Regions from separate parts of the Xenopus laevis genome. Here region 1 is linked to region 2. A link is a contact called in public Hi-C data. All regions are on one chromosome and are shown on one strand. The core of a region is the stretch at or near the end of the contact, and the rest is flanking DNA. Distances in the headings are between cores, read along the strand shown. Region 1 overlaps fancc.L (FA complementation group C L homeolog). Region 2 overlaps LOC121394205 (aminopeptidase O-like).

The links. A called contact is a pair of places that touch in the nucleus more often than the background predicts.
Region 1: a Hi-C map of the XTC cell line shows a contact between it and region 2, with 3 times the contacts expected there. The contact joins two enhancer-like sites. A contact is called at or near these places in 2 of 4 Hi-C or Micro-C datasets (the XL177 cell line and the XTC cell line).

What each region holds. Positions count from the first base shown.
Region 1 is chr1L:146,765,363-146,768,365 of Xenopus_laevis_v10.1, reverse strand. It overlaps fancc.L (FA complementation group C L homeolog), which reads left to right. Exons shown (of 13, transcript NM_001171869.1): 9 at 2,244-2,343. Among protein-coding and RNA genes, the nearest start is that of fancc.L, 46 kb to the left of the region's middle. Within about 2 kb of position 1,460, at least 1 of the 7 cell types and tissues checked has an H3K27ac peak or open chromatin away from gene starts, as enhancers often do.
Region 2 is chr1L:146,651,698-146,654,701 of Xenopus_laevis_v10.1, reverse strand. It overlaps LOC121394205 (aminopeptidase O-like), which reads right to left. Exons shown (of 15, transcript XM_041564512.1): 11 at 1,307-1,369; 12 at 91-174. Among protein-coding and RNA genes, the nearest start is that of fancc.L, 160 kb to the left of the region's middle. Within about 2 kb of position 1,606, at least 5 of the 7 cell types and tissues checked have an H3K27ac peak or open chromatin away from gene starts, as enhancers often do.

The sequences.
Region 1 (3,003 bases), core at 211-2,710, 110 kb before region 2:
TATCCAGAAAGAGCAGGATAAGAGGAAGACCATTTCCTGTAGAGTTGTTTTTTAGTGGACTTAAGGAAAGGTAATGCAAATTCAAAAAGATCCTTTATCTTGATAAACTCAGATGGCAAGCACTTTGGGGAGATTTATTTGCCCGGCAACTAATCGCCTCTTCTTCGGGCGACTAATCTTCCCGAACAGCCTTCCCGCCGGCTAGAATCTAAATCACCGGCAGGATGGCAGGATGGCACTCGGAGTGCTTCGTTCTCCAAAGTCGCCCGTATTTGCCTCATGTTAGGGCGGGAAGGTTTTCGGGGAGATTAGTCGTCCGAAGAAGAGGCGATTAGTCGCCAGGTGGCTAAATCTCCCCATATTTTAGTGTCCGTCTCTGCCCTTACCTGTATTGTATATATCTATATAGCACTACAAGTGTACATAGTGCTTGGATTAAACTATCATCCTCCGCCAACTTTATTTAATTCTTACAGTAATTTGGTTTGAGTATATTGTATTTTTATGCAACTTGAATGGCTTTATAGAGACCAAGCGCAAACTCCTAGAGATTACAGTTTATTTGATATTGCACCAACTGCTGATGCTGCTATGAATTATTTATTTTTTTAGGCATTAAAACTAAACAAAATTCCATAATCATGCTATTTTTTAAGTGAGTATTCATTAAGGGATAGAAATACCTATTATAGGTTTTATAGGGTGGAGAATTTCCTTCAATTGGTTAATTAAGGGATATGATTTGAGTATGTAATGCTTTACAATGCAATGGGCACAAACAAGGGCACAGTATGGTACAGTAGTTAAATGGCTACAAAGGAGGCATATAACTCTAATAGCAACACATAGACTGGCTAAAAGTAAATAATGTTATAGAAATTAAAACAAAACATTAAATGAAAAACCTGTCTGCTTTGTTTTTGAACTTTTTAAAATACATTTTTAAAAAACAAACAGCCAATTAAATCTTTAAGTGCCACAGCTCTTAGAGTCTATGATGTAGTACTACTGGGTAATAAAATGAAGCTCCCATGCTCCCTGCTCATTTCCGTGCCTCTAGGCCAGTGATCTCCAACCAGTTGCTCGCGAGCAACATGTTGCTCCCCAATCCCTTGGATATTTATTACTCCCAGTGGCCTCAAAGCAGGGAATTCCAGGCTTGGAGGCAAGTTCTAATTGCATAAAAAAACCAGGTGTCCCCCATAGTTTTTAAGATGTAAATGCTTCCATGCTGGAATCAACCAATTAGAGCAGATAAAATCTGTCAGTGTCTCACAGCATGAGTGTATTAGTTGCAGCCAAATGTTAACTTAAGCAACACACAAATTTCTGGTTTGTAAATCTGTATATTCCTAAAGTTATCATTAGTGTACTAAAAGAAGTGCCAGCAATGCCCTGAATTATCCACTGGGTGGCTTACTTTCTAAGTGACCTAGTCTAGATGCAGTAAAAAAGTGCAAATGAACGCTCATGTCGTGCTGCATTTTTTAATGTTATATGGACTATATATACATAAATCTTTGACAAACCTGTAATTGACTTGTCTGCTAAATGGTCCTCTTGTTATGGTAAATCATTGCTGAAAGTGTCAGAATAAACCAGTCGGGAAATGTCTAGTAGTGTTTCAGGGACGGGAAAAATTGTCACCCTGCGGTTTTTAAGTTTAGTCAGTCCTTGTGCTAGATTTAGCAGACATAGAAGTGAACTGGTTCATTGAAGATGATGTAAAATCATTTTATAATTAGTATGTCATGGTGAGATGGGGAAAACTTTTTTATTTCATATTGAAATATTTTCTTTGAGCAGTATGACTGCATATGCGTGTGTCCTTTCTGTGACCTGTGGCCTATGACTCCATATTTATTTAAACAAGTGCATGTGTTACTAGAAAAAAAAGCATTATAATTATCTGAAAGTCTTGGGTTTTCTAGTGTTTTTATTTAGATCTTTGAGACAAATATAGTTATGTAATAAAAGGCGCAGTGTTTGCCTGAGATCTAGTATTCCACAGATGTTTCCTTTCAAACAAATGACCAGTAAATGCTACCTGAAGATTGGATGCCTTGGATTATTAGACCTTCTATTACATTACCCATTAGCACCTACATTCTTTGATTTATTGGAAAATGCCATTGCAGTAACTGTGAAATACAGCAGGAAACATGAATCTTCTAGAAGAGTAATAATGGTATTTTTTACCTTTCTGGACAGCACTGTTTAATGTAAGTATTTTTTATACCCAGGAATGCTATTCTGGAGAGTGATGGGAACATCAAGGTTATAACAGTTGTACGGTTATTTACCCATTTATTTATCCACATTTACCAGAAGAATAACACACAGGTAATATGATAGTTATGGGTGACCAAGCCTGCGGGCGTACATAATTTCCATGCTCATCAAACCTTTTCATTGTCCCCTGTTGCTCTGTGAATGGGGACAACATCAGACTTAGGGCAGAGACACACGCTGTTATTTAGGGAGATTAGTCGGCCATCGACAAATTGCTTCTTCGGGCGACTAATCTCCCCAAACTGCCTTCCCACCGGCTAGAATGTAAATCGCCGCATGATGGCACTCGGAACACTTCATTTTCCAAAATCGTCCGAATGTTGCCTCACGAGGAAACTTCGGGTGACTTCAGAAAGCCAAAGCTAGAATGTAAATCGCCGGCGGGAAGGCAGTTTGGGGAGGTTAGTCACCTGAAGAAGAAGCAATTTTTCACTGGTTGACTATTCTCCCGAAATAGCAGCGTTTCTCTGCCCTAAATGTCACTCTGTTCAGGGCAGAAATGTTTTTTAGAAAGGGAAAACACTATTTTGAATGGACTTATACGTACTGGCTTTTTCTTGTCCCTTTTAAGAGTTTGATTAGCTCTAAACCTTGCATAGTGATCACACGTCTATGTCATATTAAAACATATTCACAAACAATTATTTGGGCTTTTTTTGGTTTTCTTTACATGTGCATTCATCTGCTTTGTGAGAACTGGTTGGACTAGGA
Region 2 (3,004 bases), core at 357-2,856:
GATCTATACAAAAAACACAAAGGCTACTAATTAACAAAGCTGATCACTCATAGAAGGATGGTAGTTTAAAAGGTTAAAACGATCCATTACCTTTTCATCAAACTCTTCAATGTGTGGCCTTTTCCTGCTGCTGCCTTTTTTGTTTTTTTGGTTGAATCGGATCCACTTTAAGACCTGAAAAATAAGAAAGACTGCTCAGGAAGCTCTCAGATCTTAATCCATTATAAACTACAACTTCCATCACCTCCAGTGGCTTTCAACTGTGGCTGGGGGATATTGGGAGCTGTAGTTTTTTGGAGCTGGAGTACAGAGCATATGACATCACTGTTTACAGAGTACTCCAGTTGGGTGCAGATGGTCAGAGTAAAGAACTACAAAAACGAGGCTATACATACATTTTTCCATTGCTTTACTGGATGGAAAATAACTGGATATTCTCTGAAAGAACATTCCCGAAAATACTTCGAATGAAGTTGTCATTTATTCTCTCAATATTATGCAGAATATGATAAATTGTACTAGAACTCAAATTAGCTTTCATAAATCAGAATGTATTATGTGATTAATATTTAATTAGGATGCAAGTAGAGCATAAATAATTTACCATTTGCCCCACCCACCTCGCACAGCTTGTTGTAATACTCCCACATGGCACCTAAAGTACTGTAGTTTAACAAAGGAGACTCATTCGGTTTCACTTTACTGATGTTCAGCATATTAATCTGGAATTAATCGGGAATTTCTAGCAGAATATCAATTGCAGTGGGGAGGGGGTGAGTAAATTGGGGAGAAGGAACATAAAAACTAGGATGATTGCAAAAAAAAGGGGGGAATCTATTACAACCCTCTAAGTTACTTAACATTTTAGTAGATCAAAGTCTATGAAAGTTTATTTCTCAAAATGGACTGCAGCTGTTCCGGCTGTCAGAGGGTTAAAGGCACGGTGATGCAGACAATATAGAACAGAGTTCCCCCTTTTGTACCCTCCAGAATAAATGGGAGTTCTGCGTGGCAGGAGGGAAATTACCTGCATTCTTTTGGCAGACAAAGGATATCCCTGACACCCTTTCCTTATCTTCTAATTGATTCCTTTGGTGATGCTGAGCAAGGTGCAATAAGGTGGCTTTTTATTTCAACCAGAGATGCTTAAAGTTCCCATCCACTGTCAATGAAGAGAAGGTGTGCTTTGTAGAAAGTTCATTAAAAAGAAGAGTACTGGTGCTCAGTGCATGCGAGGGCTGGGAGCTTCCAGTAGGCACAAGGCAGGGTGCAACAGGTAAGGGAAGTACAGCAGACACATTCTTACCTCTTCATTCACTTGCTGAACCAGTCGGCATCCTTTCCAAGTCTGGCTTTCCTCCAGCAAGGGCTACAGAAAGAGAAAGAAGCAACAATAAGATGCGCATGGACTCGAACTCTCCATCAGAACTCCCCCAGGCGCAGGCTCAAAGTCCGGCCGCCCGTTGCTGCAGCTGCTGCTGGACTTCATCCCCATCCGTTCATTGCCTAATGTGCATGTCCGACAGGGAACTGGCAGGCACCATGTGGCGCTGCTGGGGAGGCACCTCCACTCTCATACTACTCTCTGTGCGCACTAACTGTGTCTCCTTAGGAAATGAAACACCTCCAGCCCTGGCTTCTGCGGCTGGGGAGGAGCCTGCCCAATACAGTGGGCTGGAGGTATGGGCTTTCCCGGCAACGCTTATTCTTCTTCAGCCACAAACACTTTTCACGGTTCTGATCCTGAGCCCTGAGGTACCTCACTCCCCCCGTAATATGTACTTGGATCTGCTCTGTCACAGAGAACAGCAGCAGCATTTATCTCTAGATGGTACTGGTTAAACTAGTAACACACAGTGCATCGTGTTATCGTTAAAAAAACACACGGAATTTCGTGCAAGGACAGGAACGTACTACCTTTATTCGAATCAGAGTTCTTGTAACAATATACCACACAAACAGACTGTAAGCTCTTGTGAGCATGAATTTCCAGCCCTTGTTTTCATTCTGTTACCCTTGTTTGTGCCAAGATTCTTGTTTCTTGCAGGGCAAGATATCTAGTACAACCTGTTATCGAGAATGCTCGGGACCTAGTGTTTTCCGGATAAGGGGTCTTTCTATAGTTGGGATCTCCATACCTTAAGTTTCCTAAAAAAAATATTTTAACGCTTATTTAAACACAATAGGATTGTTGATTAATTATATCTTAGCTTGGATCACGTATACCACCCTGTTTTATTATTATTATTATTACAGAGATAAAGGAAATCATTTTTAAATATTTGAATTATTTGATTAACACGGAGACTATGGGTAATAGCCTCTCCCCAAAATTTGGAACTTTCTGGCTAACGGGTTTCTGGATAGAAATGCAGGTTTTCAGAAGAAACAAGTGATTTACCCAAGCAGTAGTGATGGGCGAATAAATTAGACTGGCACAAATTTACAGCTGCCGGCGAATAAACTCACGAATCTCCTACGAAAATTCACCAGCGTCAATTTCCGATTTTTTTTAGTGAAACCATTCGAATTTGCTCGATTTTAGTGAGAACGTACGAATTGCTCATTTTTTTCGTGAAACATTCGAATTGCTCTATTTTTTTAGTGAAAACTTTAGAATTGCACGATTTTTTCCTGAAACCATTCGAATTTCACGTTTTATTCGTGAAGTTTCTGAATTTAACAATTTTGCGAATTTTGTGGCGAAGCGAAACTGAAGAAATTCGCCCATCACTACCAAGCAGCTTTCCTTCACTGACTAGAAAGAAGATGATATAAAACACAAAAAAACACCCAGATAAAATGCAGTCAATTCTGCCTGAGCTTTGTCACCATGTGGCAAGCCTTTACAGGATCCCATTTAAGCCACCAACCATCCCTTGGGGTGAAGGATTCCGGCTCCACTTTAGAGCCATTAACACTAGCCATTATTTGCTGCAAAGTGATACACCCCAAACAGCTGCTAATGGGGGTCACAAAACGTCTATTACGGCAATGGTTGCCA